2 separate regions of the Zea mays genome follow, and region 2 is linked to region 1. A link is a contact called in public Hi-C data. All regions are on one chromosome and are shown on one strand. Each heading gives the region's core, a stretch centred on a gene start, on an enhancer-like site or on the middle of the called end of the contact. The rest is flanking DNA. Distances are from core to core; before and after follow the strand shown. Region 1 holds the start of LOC100279453. Region 2 holds the start of LOC100282845 (Phosphoribulokinase).

Region 1 (6,799 bases), core at 2,283-4,782:
TCAATTCATCTAGCACAAATGATTTTGCAATAGAAATGTGCGGCTCTATAACTATAACTAATCACCAACTGTTCGGTGACTTGAAATGTATAGAGAGGGGCAGTTAAGCAGTGAAATTATTAAGTACATTATTAAGAACACTACAATTTGCAATAGAAATTTAGTATTCTGTAGTAGAAGTGTATTGCATCAATTATTTTCTGCCATTGTTCTATTTTGAGTGTGCAAAGATCCAATTATATTTCAGTTGTGTTTTGTCTCCCTTAGCTTGCAAATTGTAGTGTTGTGACATCTCAGATTGTTTTTTTGTACCCTGCAGACGGAACAAAACTTACATGAGTGAAGCTCAAAGGAGTGCCCTGAATGCTCTCCTCTTCCGCACAGGTGACCAATCCAAGGACATTGTCCTTGCACTTGCCACCAACAGACCCGGTGATCTTGACTCTGCTGTTGCTGACCGTATTGATGAGGTCCTGGAATTTCCCCTGCCTGGGGAAGATGAGCGATTCAAGCTCCTGAAGCTATATCTGGACAAGTACATAATCAAAGCTGGTGACAAACATGAGAAGAGCTGGCTCCAGTTCTTCCGTCGCCAGCCCCAGAAGATTGAGGTGAAAGGCATCACTGATGACCTGATCCGGGAGGCGGCATCCAGGACCCAGGGCTTCTCTGGAAGAGAGATAGCGAAGATGATGGCAAGCGTCCAGGCCGCTGTCTATGGGAGCAAGGACTGCGAGCTCACCCCAGGCCTGTTCCGTGAGGTTGTGGACTACAAGGTCGCTGAGCACAAGCAGCGGAGAAGATTAGCCGGTGAGGAGCCAAAGCAGGATGCCTAGTTTACCAATTTTTTTGATTCACCCCCATTTTGCCGTGGGATGTACTGTGTTTCCCCCCCGGGATAGATTGCTTCATCGGGCAGGCGTTTTGCATGCCCCGTGTTATTCTTTTGTTCCATTTGCCTTACCAGGTTGGTCTAAGGTGGTAGGCGATGGTAACTTTTTTGGTATAAGAGATGAGGGTTGCATGTGGCATGTGATGGAAACTTTGGCGACAGGTCACACACACACCCAGCAAGCTGGCCCCGTTTTGATGCATTATACTGTTTGGTCAGTCTTCTATCTTCTTACTGATGCTCGTCATAAAATAGTCTGATTTACTGACAATAATCGACAGTGAGCCAGTGGCTATAATGGTGTTGGCATTGTTTTGCAGCTCTTGTAGATGTGTCGTACCTACTGATGCTCGTCACAATAAGTTAGAACCTTTAAATAATTTTAGTTAAAAAAACAAATATAAATAGAGTCCGATCCTAATCTAATTTGATCTTTATAAAGTTTATAGTGTAAAATTAAAATCTAGAGTCTATAGTACCGCTCTGCCCGTGAATGAATTGAGCAGTTCCATTCACCCATCTTCGCTGGTGCGCGACAATGTCCTGCGCCGTCGATACCTACAAGTGACATTCTCTCACAGTAAAAATGTTCGTCCGCTGTGCCTCAACTCGAGTCGTCCCACTGTTGGCGATCCGGCATTATCATCTGTCACAACCGCCCGGACCTAACCTGTCGCCACCGTCTCCTGCTCCAGTCGCCAGGCATGTCATGCATGGCATGGCCCACGATCCCGGTGAGGCCGACGGCACCGCAGCTGCGGCTGTCGGCGGTAGCGGCAAATCTACGGGCAAGCGAATTGAGATTTGATAGATAAGTAGCAACCACTGCCTACCCGTAACAAATTTTCCAGTTCATTTTGCACTTGACAACTTGGCGTCACATTCAGAGCTGCATGCTCGCACTCAACAGTGCAAAAGTTACAACACAAAACCAAGTGTTTCAGTTTCAGTAACCATAACTGCCTCCGACAAGTGCGAGACAATTTCCCCAAAACGCTTTCACTCGTATTTATAGATACAATCCAGACAAAAGATCTGTTGCGTAGTTCCAATTCTTTTCAGACATACTGTAAGGTTTGCTGTGCTCAGATCAGCTCGTGGCAAACGCAGTTTAGTTACAATGTGCTGGCGACGCCCAACTCGAGCTCATTCAGCAGAGCCACGGCTCCCGGAGACGTCGCACTCGTCAAGCAGCGCTAGGATGTTGTGCTCGGGCGCGCTTACGGAGGGCAGTATGGCGCGCCTTGGAACTGCAGATCGTGACCTAGCGCTGCTACCGTCAGGCTCCAGCTGCGACCCTTCCTTCACGACCGGCAAGTCTGTTCTCACCCTCGTGCTGACTGAAGACATTTTCTCCTTCCATATCCTCCCGTCCTAGCATCCATCGGACCATCAACCGATCAAACCGATAAGGGAACAAGTAAAGACTGGAATAGCTGATGCTTTACTGCTAAGGAAACGTCGAACTTGAAGCATATACAAGACCAGACTGTCAAGATGAGACCTAGCAGTTAAGTCTGCAGCACAAGAAAGATTTCTAATATGGTCTGCATTTGATACTGAAAACACCACATATCCTCCTATCCTAGCATCATCCATCGATCAGTTTACGCAACAATAAGTTCAAGCATCGAGTAACTAATTCTGTAACACAACACAAGGAAGTTTACTAGAATGGTTTAACATCACATTCTGCAGCACAAGAAAGTTTCCTGATACCGTTTAATACTGAACGATGCAAGAAAAGAAAGTTAATCGCCTTGTCAATAAATTGATATTCTAGAGCCATTTTTCTATAAACCACTGGAACTGAGAGGATGGCTTACGTGCAGTATAGACGGCTCAGGAAGCGGGCATTTCACTGGCTCATCAAGATTGATAGGTTCCACGGGGCGCTCCACTGGCTTGAACTCAACACCAACCTCGATGCCATGGGGGCTCTCCGCAGGAACAGCTGCCGCTGGGTCAGATTCTCCTGTACTTATGTTGGGGGCCAGCGTCTCGACAGCCTCCTGCAGGATGAAAGCAGATTTCCCACAAATTAGGCCAGACTTGATCACAGTAAGGTCATTACTTCTGATGCTTGGCTTTAGCCAATCTACTTTCCCCAATTTTCGAGCCGCAAGACCATCCAAATTCAATCGAATGACAAAAAAAAAAAAGATAACATAAAAGATAACAAAAAAATGGCAACCTACAACTACAACCATGCCGATCAAAGAATCGGAAGAGGAACTAAAAAGGCAAGGTACCGAGTCTCGGAGACAGCAGAATCCACCCATGAACAAATAGGAGGGGGGCAAATGAAACCAGCTCAAATCTGACCCTTGCACGCCTTGTAGAAGCTAAGCTAACCTACTGTTGACCTGATATGCTGGTTATAAACAAGCAGACCCTTTCTTGGAGTTGGGGAAGTAAACTACAGCAGAAACGACACGGAAGTACAAAGTGGGCATAGTAGGGGAAGGAGAAAGAGGGGGAAGAGATAACTCACGGCCACGCTCTTGGAGCGGCGGTGGGCGCCGGCGGAGAACCTGGAGAAGATCCCGACCATCGTCTCTTCGCCCCCCCTGCTCTGGCTCCAAGCTTTCTCGGGGTTGAACGAAGCTGCCCGCTTTTCTTGTCTACACAGCACTGATCGATGTAGGAGTAGCAGTGATTGACCTGTCCGGCTCTCCGAATGGTTTTATTAGATCTCTCTTTTTTCTGCTTTTTTAGTAAGCTGATTATTAATTAGTTGTTGGGGTCGTGCTTCGGTACGCCGAAGGTCTCACACGAAGAAGCAGCTTCGGCTAAAGTCGTTTCTAAGAGATGGCCGAAGGTCCCTTTTCATAGAGTTTCGGCGTTTTAAACCGACATAGAGGCAGAATGACCTTTTTATACATGTATGTCCGAGTCAATGTTGTAAACTTCCGCAAGGGGCATAATTGTAATTCGTCACAGGCTGCGACTTGTGTCTATAAATAGGTGAACAGTACCTCTGTACTGTTCATGCGAACCTGCTTTTTGCCTTCGCATCACATTCGTATTTTTTGCCTTCCGCAAGACCGAAGGTACATTTGTACTTCAAAGTCATTTATATTCATTAATACAAGTAGAGATAATTCTATGATAATATCCACATGTTTATTTCATGATTTATGTGAATGCTTTATTCTTCGTTGTTATGCTTACGAAGGTATGTTCTTTGTAACCTTCGTCCGAGATGCTATATATCCCGAAGGGATATATCGTTATGAAGGACGAAGGACCTTAATACTTAACATTTTCCGTGTTGCCTTGTTCTTAATTCGAAGCATTTGAGAACAAGTCCCCAACATTGGCGCCCACCTCCGGTGAACTCACTTCCACTTCGAGTTTTTTGAACACCTTCGGAAGCTATAGACCCTCGCTATGGCGCCGAAGAAAGCTTCAGCGACTGGGGCTGCAGCACCGCAACCGCTGGACCCCAACCAGCTCAATACTTTGCTAGGAAGCCTCCTCAGACCCTGGAGAAGCTGCTCCAAAAGATGGACGAGTACATTCGTGCTGACAATGACTTTCGCCAAAGAAGGGAGGAGGCCTTCAGATTTTCTGAAATGACCAGGGGCTTCGGAGGAAGATCCTATCCGAGGCATGTCAGGTCCATCCACAACTCTACTCAGAATGATGATAAGGGGAGTCAGCAGAACAGACCGCAGTGCTCCTCACAGGCTTCGGGGCAACAACAAACTTTCTTCCGGCCACCAGCTCCAAGAGGCAGAGGCGCCAGGGGCTTCGGCGGAAGATTCGGAGATCAACCAAGGAAACTGTTTTGCTTGTTCTGTGGAAAAAGCAAGGGCCATACCACCAGGACGTGCCATATTACAATCCAGAAGCAAAAGGAAATAGCCGAAGCTGCATCTCAACAAGCTCAGCCGAAGCAGGTCATGCATACTGCTTCGTATCATCCACCTTACATCCCACAATACATAGACAACCACCCTGCAACTTCTGTAGCTTCGGCAAGTCAACCTCAAGCTTCCTGGCAGCAGCCTCCGCCTCCACCTCCACTGCAACAGGGTCAACAGCCAGAAGGGAGTCAATATGCCCCACACCAAAGGGACTTCAGAGAACAATCCGAAGCTCGCACAGTCAACAGCACTGTGCCAGAGTCGAAGCACATTTATTGACACATATCCTACCTTTGATAGCAGTCTTTTCTATTCAGTTTTATTTTCTGTGAAACAAAGAACATTGTTAGTTTTCATGTAATAATTTCGTTGTTTCCCACGAGGAAAACCCATTTTCTTCACAGGCTTTACCCCATTCAAGTTATTATTCGGAGACGAAGCAATAACCCCGGAAGAAGCCAAAGCTGGATCAATAAGAGTAGTAGCTTCGGCAGAATCAGGTCCCGAAGATGCTTGCCTTGTGGAAAAGGATGCTTTAGAAGGGATCAGGCTTCAGGCCGTGGAGAATATCAATAAATATCAGGCTGAAACAGTTAAATGGCGAGATAGAAAAGTCCGGTTAAAAAATATTGAGCCAGGACACTTGGTGCTTCGGAGAGTGGCTAATCCGGATACAGTGGGCAAATTGCAACTGAAATGGGAAGGGCCTTTCTTAGTAGCATCTTCGTCAGGGCCTGGTTCGTACAGACTGAAGGACATGGATGGCAATGAAATTCCAAGATCTTGGAATGCGGATGAGCTTCGGCGGTTTTATGTATAACTCGATGTAATTTTGACTTTTCTTTTCTTTTTCATGGCACCCTTTTCCTTTCCAAAGGGGGAGAAAGGTTTTTAATGGGGCCATCATATGTAATTTTCTTTTTAGTTTTATAAGAGCAAAATCCCCCAAAAAATGTAAATGTAAAAGCTGAGAGCGCACCATCGAGTGCCGAAACTAAAAAAGAGAAAAAGCTCCGAAGACGTCCCTAAGGGGATGCAGAGCTCACAGCGAAAAGTCAACGCTGATTCCGCCGAAAGTAAAAGGCGAAGAAGCTCCAAAGTCGTTCCCAAGGGAATGCAGAGCTTATACCGTCTAAGTAAAAGACGAAGAAGCTCCAAAGACGTCCCTAAGGGGATGCAGAGCTTACAGCGAAAAGTCAACGCTGATACTGCCTAAGTAAAAGGCAAAGATGTTCCAAAGTCGTTCCTAAGGGAATGCAGAGCTGACGTGTGTTTGCTCCTAAGAAAATGATGAATAACTGTGGCTTCGGACATACGCTTCGGACATTCATTTGCACATTACATCATGGCATTTGCATGCATAAGCATTCATTCATAGCATATGTGTTCCTAAATGGTTGCTTCGGCACAGAGAAAAATTCGGATAAATGGTTTGTTATGATTCGTTATGTAAAAGAAAGGTTTCGAAGAAGTGGTTTTTTATGAATCGTTGTGTAAAAGAATAGTCTCGGCATAGGGGAGAATTGGTTTTTTATGAATCGTTGTGTACAAGAGTAGTAGTCTTTTATGTTTTGTTATGTAAATAAAAGCTTCGGCAGACAAGAGTAGCAGTCTTTTAGGTTTTGTTATGTAAATAAAAGCTTCGGCAGATAAGAGTAGCAGTCTTTTATGTTTTGTTATGTAAATAAAAGCTTCGGCAGATAAGAGTAGCAGTCTTTTATGTTTTGTTATGTAAATAAAAGCTTCGGCAGACAAGAGTAGCAGTCTTTTAGGTTTTGTTATGTAAATAAAAGCTTCGGCAGATAAGAGTAGCAGTCTTTTATGTTTTGTTATGTAAGGAAAGGCTTCGGCAAAAAGAGGAAGCGGCCTTTTATGCTTCGTTGTGTACGAAAAGAAGGGAAGGTGTTTTTTCGCCTTCGGCTCAAAAAACTGATTTCGTCCACATCAAAGCACCTCAATCAAAGGGTAAGAATATATTACAAGGTATGTACAAAGTTCCTTGAAGAACAGTTTAATTCTATTTACAAGAGTTGTT
Region 2 (7,305 bases), core at 1,153-3,652, 140 kb after region 1:
CAAAGGGAAGGTGTTTTTTCGGACCTTCGGCTTAAGGCCTTCGTCCATATCGCAATCTAAATTTATCACTAACAAATTAATATTGCGAGGGGCTACTGTTGGGGGTCTTCGTCCTCCGAAGGTCCTCAAAAACATGATTTGACAATATTTTCCAAGTGAAATGTATGAACAGGTATCTTCGTACTCAGATTATGAACATGAAGTACGATCAGGACGAAGCTTAAGTTAGACGAAGGAGGATTGAGATGAAGGACGGGCTGATCACCAAGCTGTACGAAGGATGGTGTATAGCCGAAGCTATGCGCAGGGGAGCTTCGGCATGATGGCAGAAAGGGGAACCGACTTAAAGATGAAAAGACTACTTAGGCCTTGACGGATCCCCATAAGTCATTAGCAAATGTAGTGGACATGAATGTAATTTTACATGGGCTGCGTCCCACGTCTATAAATAGATGAACAGTACTCCCGTACTGTTCACGCTGACTTGGCATTTACTTTTGCGTCATACTTGTATTTTCATCTCCTTCCAAGCCGAAGGTACATTTGTAATTCGATATTGTTTCTATTTTTCTATGATGATATGATAAAGTTAAATTGATGATGTTATATGATTATTCATGCTATCTTTTATGTTTCATATGTTTCGTCCTTCATGTATGCTATGATGATGAAGGTTCATCCTTCATAACCTTCGTCCGAAGATCGTTATATCCTAAGGGAAATAATGCTTCAAAGGACGAAGGACTTTATCGTTTAACATTCTCTGTGTTGTCTTGTTCTTAACTCATAGCATTTGAGAACAAGTCTCCAACATAGAGTGATTCTACCCTAGAGCGTGTGTCATCTGAACCCCCTGGTCTACACGACTAGAATTTGGATTTAGCATGCTCAACCTTTGAAATGTTACTCTGCTCATCCCTTTTATAGTGTAAGGGAGGAGAGAGGTTACATCAACCTTGGATTCCACCAGCTAAGACCTAATTGTCTCATTAAAATGTTTGCATATATAGAAGCAATGAGCATTTGTGACTAAATGCCTCGATTGGGGCACATGGCTAGCTCAACACAGTCATAGTTAGTCATTGATAGCTCACGAGAGATAGGTATATATATATCCTTGCAAGACACGTCTAAATATAAATCTTTATGATGACCCTATTTTCACTACTACTCGTGCCACATGTCTTGCATCTACCAAAATAGATAATTCTAAGAGAACAAGTCTCTTTGCCTTATAGAATAAACTAAGCATTTTAAATTAATGTGAACATATAACCTATATTAACAAACAAACTAAAACTAAAACTAAATCTAAAACTAAATATTATTACTAACAAACTAAAACCTAAAAACCAAAGATACTAACCAAGATTAACCTAAACATAAATATGCCAACTTTCCAACTAAATAACTAATCTAAATATAGAGCACATATACAACTACATTCAACCAAAGTTTTTATCGTGTTTGACCTACCTAAAATCCCTAACATCTCTATCAAAATATATTTTCCCTTTAAACCCTAGCAATCAATGACAGGTCAGTCGCACCATACGGTATGGTATAGTATAGCGCCTGGTTAGTTTTGAAAAATAATTTTTAAATAATTAGAAATGTTTTTTTAAAAAAACTCTTTTAGAATTGGAACCGGGGCCAAGAACATACATATGGTGCGCAGCGCAGCGTTGCATGTTACGGCCACGAACCACGATCATCAACACCATGCTCCCAAAGACCTACCAGGTCTCGCGCCTCCAGCCTACCCATCATTCCCTCATCTGCAGCCAGCCATCCTTGCGACGCCACGTGGTGAAACCATATCTATATTCATGAAACCTCAACCAAGCTTTCCCTCGAGCGTCCTTGGCCATCACTAGTCAGGCATCAGCTAATCAGCAATGGGATAAAAAAAAGCACAAGTGAGGTCCAGGCCAAAAAATACAGACAAGTACGGAAATCTCAAATACGTACTTCCACTGTACGCCGCATTTAACTCGCTATATGAAACCTCGCCATGGCATGTTAGAAGCATCAACAGGAAGAATGGTCGTGAAAATCTTAAAGCTTTCTCACAAGAAAAATTTAGTGTCCAGAGGAGGATTGGAGGAATACTGACAAAATACGCTTGCTGCGTATGAATGAAAGGAGGAATTCAATACTGACAAGATACAATCTATATGCGAATGAATGAAAGGAAGAACTCAATACTGACAAAATACACTCGCTGCTAATGAATGAAAGGAAGAACTCAATACTGACAAAATACATTCGCGGAGTTGCGGTGAATGAATGAAAGGAGAAACTCAATACTGACAAAATACACTCGCTGCAAATGAATGGAGAACTCATTTTCAGCTCACTACAAGCTGCCCTTGATATTATCAGAAGAAAAAAAAGAATGTGAAAAATAGGGACACCACATCATTGCCATCCGCATTTCGTCCTCATGTTCTTGTTATCTTGTAGCTCCACATCCACCATCCCACTCTCCCTATTCTTCTTCTCTTCAAGTGCCACTCCCATCCACCACAAGGCTTGGCTTGGTGGGAAGAAGACAAACGCCGGCACGCGCACGCAGACACGATGGCGATCTGCAGCGCGCACACTACCACCTCCCTGCGCTCCCCATGCACGACCGTCTCGAACGCAGGTCTGAGGCAGAAGCAAGTCATCTTCGTCACCAGCAACAGGAGGAGCGGCGGCGGCAGGAGGCACGGAGGGGCAAGGAGCTTCCAGGTCTCGTGCTCCGTCGACAAGCCGGTGGTGATTGGCCTGGCGGCAGACTCAGGGTGCGGCAAGAGCACCTTCATGCGCCGGCTCACCAGCGTCTTCGGTGGCGCCGCGGAGCCGCCCAAGGGCGGGAACCCGGACTCCAACACGCTCATCAGTGACACCACGACAGTGATATGCCTCGACGACTACCATTCCCTGGACAGGAACGGCAGGAAGGAGAAAGGTGTGACCGCCCTCGACCCTAGGGCCAACAACTTTGATCTCATGTATGAGCAGGTGAAGGCGATCAAGGAAGGCCAGGCAGTCGAGAAGCCCATCTACAACCATGTCACTGGCCTCCTCGACCCTCCGGAGCTTATCGCGCCACCAAAGATTTTCGTCATTGAAGGTCTGCACCCAATGTAAGCTCACGCTCTGTGTGCCCTTGTTCCACTCACTACGCTACTGCATATATACCCCGGTCAATTCTTCCACACTTGGCTCTATTTGATTAGTTGTCAGGTACATGGCGACAATAAGCTTTCCCGGCATAAACTCTAACAAGTGGAAGTAACAAGATTTTGTTTTCTTACACCAGGTTCGATGAGCGAGTGAGGGACCTCTTAGATTTCAGTATCTACTTGGACATCAGTGATGAAGTTAAGTTTGCATGGAAAATCCAGGTCAGCTGAGCAGAAACACTTTTATGTTTGTTGTTCCACATGAGCCAGTGAAGAAGGGGATCTTTCTGCTGTTTTCTAGTATAGTATCCTCTAAAATACTACCGGTGCTTTGGCAGCGGGACATGGCAGAGCGTGGGCACAGCCTTGAAAGCATCAAGGCCAGTATCGAGGCCAGGAAACCAGATTTTGATGCCTTTATTGGTACGGCATTCTTCCAACTATATATGTTATAATCAGTATAAAACCGCTTCTCAATAAACCTAGGATATACAGCAAAATGCGACATCAATCAATCAAATATCTAGTCAAGAAATGGAGACATGTTAGAGCTTACTACTTGCTACTTGGTGTGACAGATCCGCAGAAGCAGTATGCTGATGCTGTGATTGAAGTTCTGCCGACCCAGTTGATTCCCGACGACAACGAAGGAAAGGTGCTGCGTGTTAAGCTCATCATGAAAGAAGGGGTGAAGAACTTCAACCCGGTTTATCTCTTTGACGAAGGATCGACCATCAGCTGGGTGCCTTGTGGAAGAAAGCTCACATGCTCTTACCCTGGCATCAAATTTTCCTATGGCCCGGACACTTACTTCGGAAACGAGGTAATCCATCTGTCTATTTGTCCACTTCAATCCCTCGCGCAAAAGTCCTAGCAAGTAGTCTCAGTTACCTCTTTTTAGACTTGTGAAGAAGAATTTGCTTGGCTGGCCAACTATATGTTTGGATCAGTCTCTACCTGACCCAAAGGCTTTACAGAGTCAGCATTTGCTTGATGTCTTCAGGTATCTGTTCTGGAGATGGATGGGCAATTCGACAGACTAGATGAGCTCATCTACGTGGAGAGCCATCTAAGCAACCTTTCAACCAAGTTCTACGGAGAGGTGACACAACAAATGCTAAAGCATGCAGACTTCCCAGGTAGCAACAACGGGACAGGTCTCTTCCAGACCATCATTGGACTGAAGATTAGAGACCTCTATGAACAGATTGTTGCTGAGAGGGCTGGTGTACCAGCGGAAGCAGCAAAAGTTTAACGATCTATGCATTCAGATGTCCTAAAACTACAGCTCTCCGAACTCAATGGGAGTAACAACCTTCGCATCTGTTGGGATATATGGCGAGCTAGGAGGTATAGAAATGTCATTGCAGAACTCAGGAAAACGTGCAATGGAATTTCTTGAAATCCCTCTTGAAGAGAGTGAGAACTCGATAGATCAAGAATCACCACACGTTGTATTAATCGTATGGTATAATATTTATACATGTACAGGATGAGCTATGCATACTGGCGAGCGTTGGCAGTCTGCGGCGTAGCGTGAGCGGAGTGTGTTAGCCCTTTTCCAAACCTCTAAAATTAATAGTTAGTAGCTAAAATTAGCTAAAAAGTTTAAAACGGATCAGCTAATGAACCAGTTTATTGTTAGCTATACTTCTCATATAGCTATTAGTTGGTAGTTGTTTCAACCCAGCCAACAATTTTTTAGCTCTAGAGGTTTAAAATAGGGCCTTAAACGGGCCGTTGCGGTGAGTGGCTAAGGGGGTGTTTGTGTATTTGTCAATTTAGAGACTACAATAAAATAAAATCTAGAAACTAAAATTAGTCTCAAGAAACCAAATTGTTGTGCATGCTAACACCCCTTAGTCTAGACGACTGAGTAGATGACAACGAGACTGTTGTGGAAGTTATTGAATAGGATCATTGATAGTCCTTTTATGAGGATGCCTGCAAACCATCGTGCACTAGGAATGTGCGGCGCACGCATGTCCTCTAGAGCATCTTTATCCCTAACAAAATGGATGTCCAATACAATATGCTTGCCCCCTCGGTGATGCACATGGTTTTAGGACAAGTAGATGGAAGAAACATTATCACAATATGTGATGGTCGCCTTAGGGACATTGAAGTGAAGTTCACTAAGAAAATTGTGTAGTCAGACATTGGTGATCCCACGATACTCGACCTTCGCACTCGACCTAGAGACTGTTGGTTGTCGCTTCAATAATGGCCGGGGCATGAGAGCATCCCTGAGGAACACACAAAAGCCAGATGTCGAGTGCCTTGTATTAGGGCACCCGACCCAATCGATGTCGCTATAAGTTGTGATCGACGGTAAGGCTGGGGCATGGAGCTTAACACCGAATGTGGTTGTGCCCTTGATGTAGTGCATAACTCGTTTGAGGAAGGAAGAGTGGCAATCGCATGGTGAGTGCATGTGCAGACATAGTTGTTGCACAACATATGCAATATCTAGCGTAGTGATGTTTAGGTATTGTAGCGTGCCAGCCATGCTACAGTACGAGGAATGGTCTTCACAAACATCCTATACATCCTTCTGTGTGTCCATCTGGCATGCAAGAAATATCTGCTGCTTTAGAGTATGTGGGAGAGAAATGGTCTTCACAAACACCGGTCACCAAGGGTAGATGTCATCAACAAGGTAATACTCTTAGTTGCACTCATGACCATTCACCGCGAAGTTCACATTTGAAGCTTCACTTTTGAACATGTTAGTGAACAACAATGACTAACTAAGCATGTTGATGGCGTTGTTTGACCATGCCACCCAAAAAAGATATGCCAAATCCGCAAGTCATATGAGGAAACTGCCTCGAGCATGATGGTCTGGTATCCAATGTCGCTCCTTACAAACTATTCTCTCCATCCAGTGGAGCAGTTCTTTCACTTGCAATGCAAGTAATCGATACTCCATATCATACAAGAAAACCTCCTTTCCTCCCCCTTAGATAATAGCCACTTGAGATTATCAATAATGGGACGACAACTGAACCACCTCTTCAAAATAGTTTGAGGAAATCTAAGACAAAACTTTTTCCTATTTTGATGTATACATCAATAGAGTCAGCAATGCTGCCGTACACAAGCATGCGTAGGGAAAATGTGTACTTCTGGTGGGAGGAGAAATAGTTATGTTTGAGTGTATCAGTTCTAAAAGTGAAGTAGAGGGGTACCTAACCTCTCCAAGTTTTGAAGGAATAGGCTCCTTCGCCTGCTTCACAACCTCGGTCAATGTAGCTCCGACACTGAGCCCTTCGACTCCTCGTTGTGGTAGACTTGGAGGCAAGGTCTCTCGCTTGCTCCATTAAAGTTTGTCGTAGCACCTCGATCACCTTATATTCGGTCATCTCAATGTTAGAACTCGACAAAGACATCTCAATAATATTGTACTCGAATGAAACGAGGGTGAGATGACTAGGAGGTGGTACAGAAATTTAAAGTGTGAAATATGTGAATGAATTTAAACCCTCTTCTATTTATAGCCAGGATTCTAGTTTTTTTATTTTTGGATTATTTTAATAAATTTTTGAAATTTAAAATAGTACAAATCAATCAGAAAAGTCATGTGTCAATGGACGATCGTTACCGATCGATTATGATCGATACTGATTGGTTTTTCGATGATGGGATCCGTAGCGATTCATACAGACCCATCATGATCTGTGTGATTGGTTGTTAGGATGGGCAGAGAGCCTGGTCTAGGCCCAGATGCAGGTTGAGCCTAGCCTATATACGTGAATGCAGGTACATAGTGTTTGATTGCCCATTCCCAAGCAACCACCAACCAGGATTAGGGGTGACAACGAGGCTCTAAATTTTACACTATAAGATTTAAGGATCGAGCCCTATTTCTATTCATTTTGAACTAAAATTTACTTAGGGCACTACCATTTTATGAAGAAGCATTTAGATCACAATCTATTACCACTCCTAACTAGGATTGAGAGTACTTGGTTCACTGGTTTTGCCCATTCCCAAGAAGCCAGGATTGAGAGGGTCCCAATTAGCCTACGGTGAGTTTGTTAATACCGTCTTTATAATTTGGTGATAGTCTTTGAAAGTGCTCATAAGGGTAGAATTTGCAAGCGTGGGTTTATTGAAGTGAGTGTACATA

What was found. Hi-C and Micro-C count contacts between places; a contact is called where the count stands out from the background.
Region 2: a contact with region 1 is called in a Hi-C map of tassel, with 1.9 times the contacts expected there. The contact joins the promoter of LOC100282845 here to the promoter of LOC100279453 in region 1. A contact is called at or near these places in 2 of 25 Hi-C or Micro-C datasets (ear and tassel).

Annotation. Positions count from the first base shown.
Region 1 is chr5:207,381,122-207,387,920 of Zm-B73-REFERENCE-NAM-5.0, forward strand. LOC100279453 reads right to left here and starts at 3,533. Exons shown (of 3, transcript NM_001152458.1): 1 at 3,387-3,533; 2 at 2,719-2,904; 3 at 1,752-2,266. The coding sequence starts at 3,446. The coding sequence ends at 2,039. It overlaps LOC100501892 (P-loop containing nucleoside triphosphate hydrolase superfamily protein), which reads left to right. Exons shown (of 7, transcript NM_001196531.1): 7 at 320-1,096. The coding sequence ends at 836.
Region 2 is chr5:207,525,932-207,533,236 of Zm-B73-REFERENCE-NAM-5.0, forward strand. It overlaps LOC100282845 (Phosphoribulokinase), which reads left to right and starts at 2,403. Exons shown (of 5, transcript NM_001155751.1): 1 at 2,403-3,134; 2 at 3,311-3,395; 3 at 3,512-3,596; 4 at 3,752-3,996; 5 at 4,177-4,671. The coding sequence starts at 2,584. The coding sequence ends at 4,428.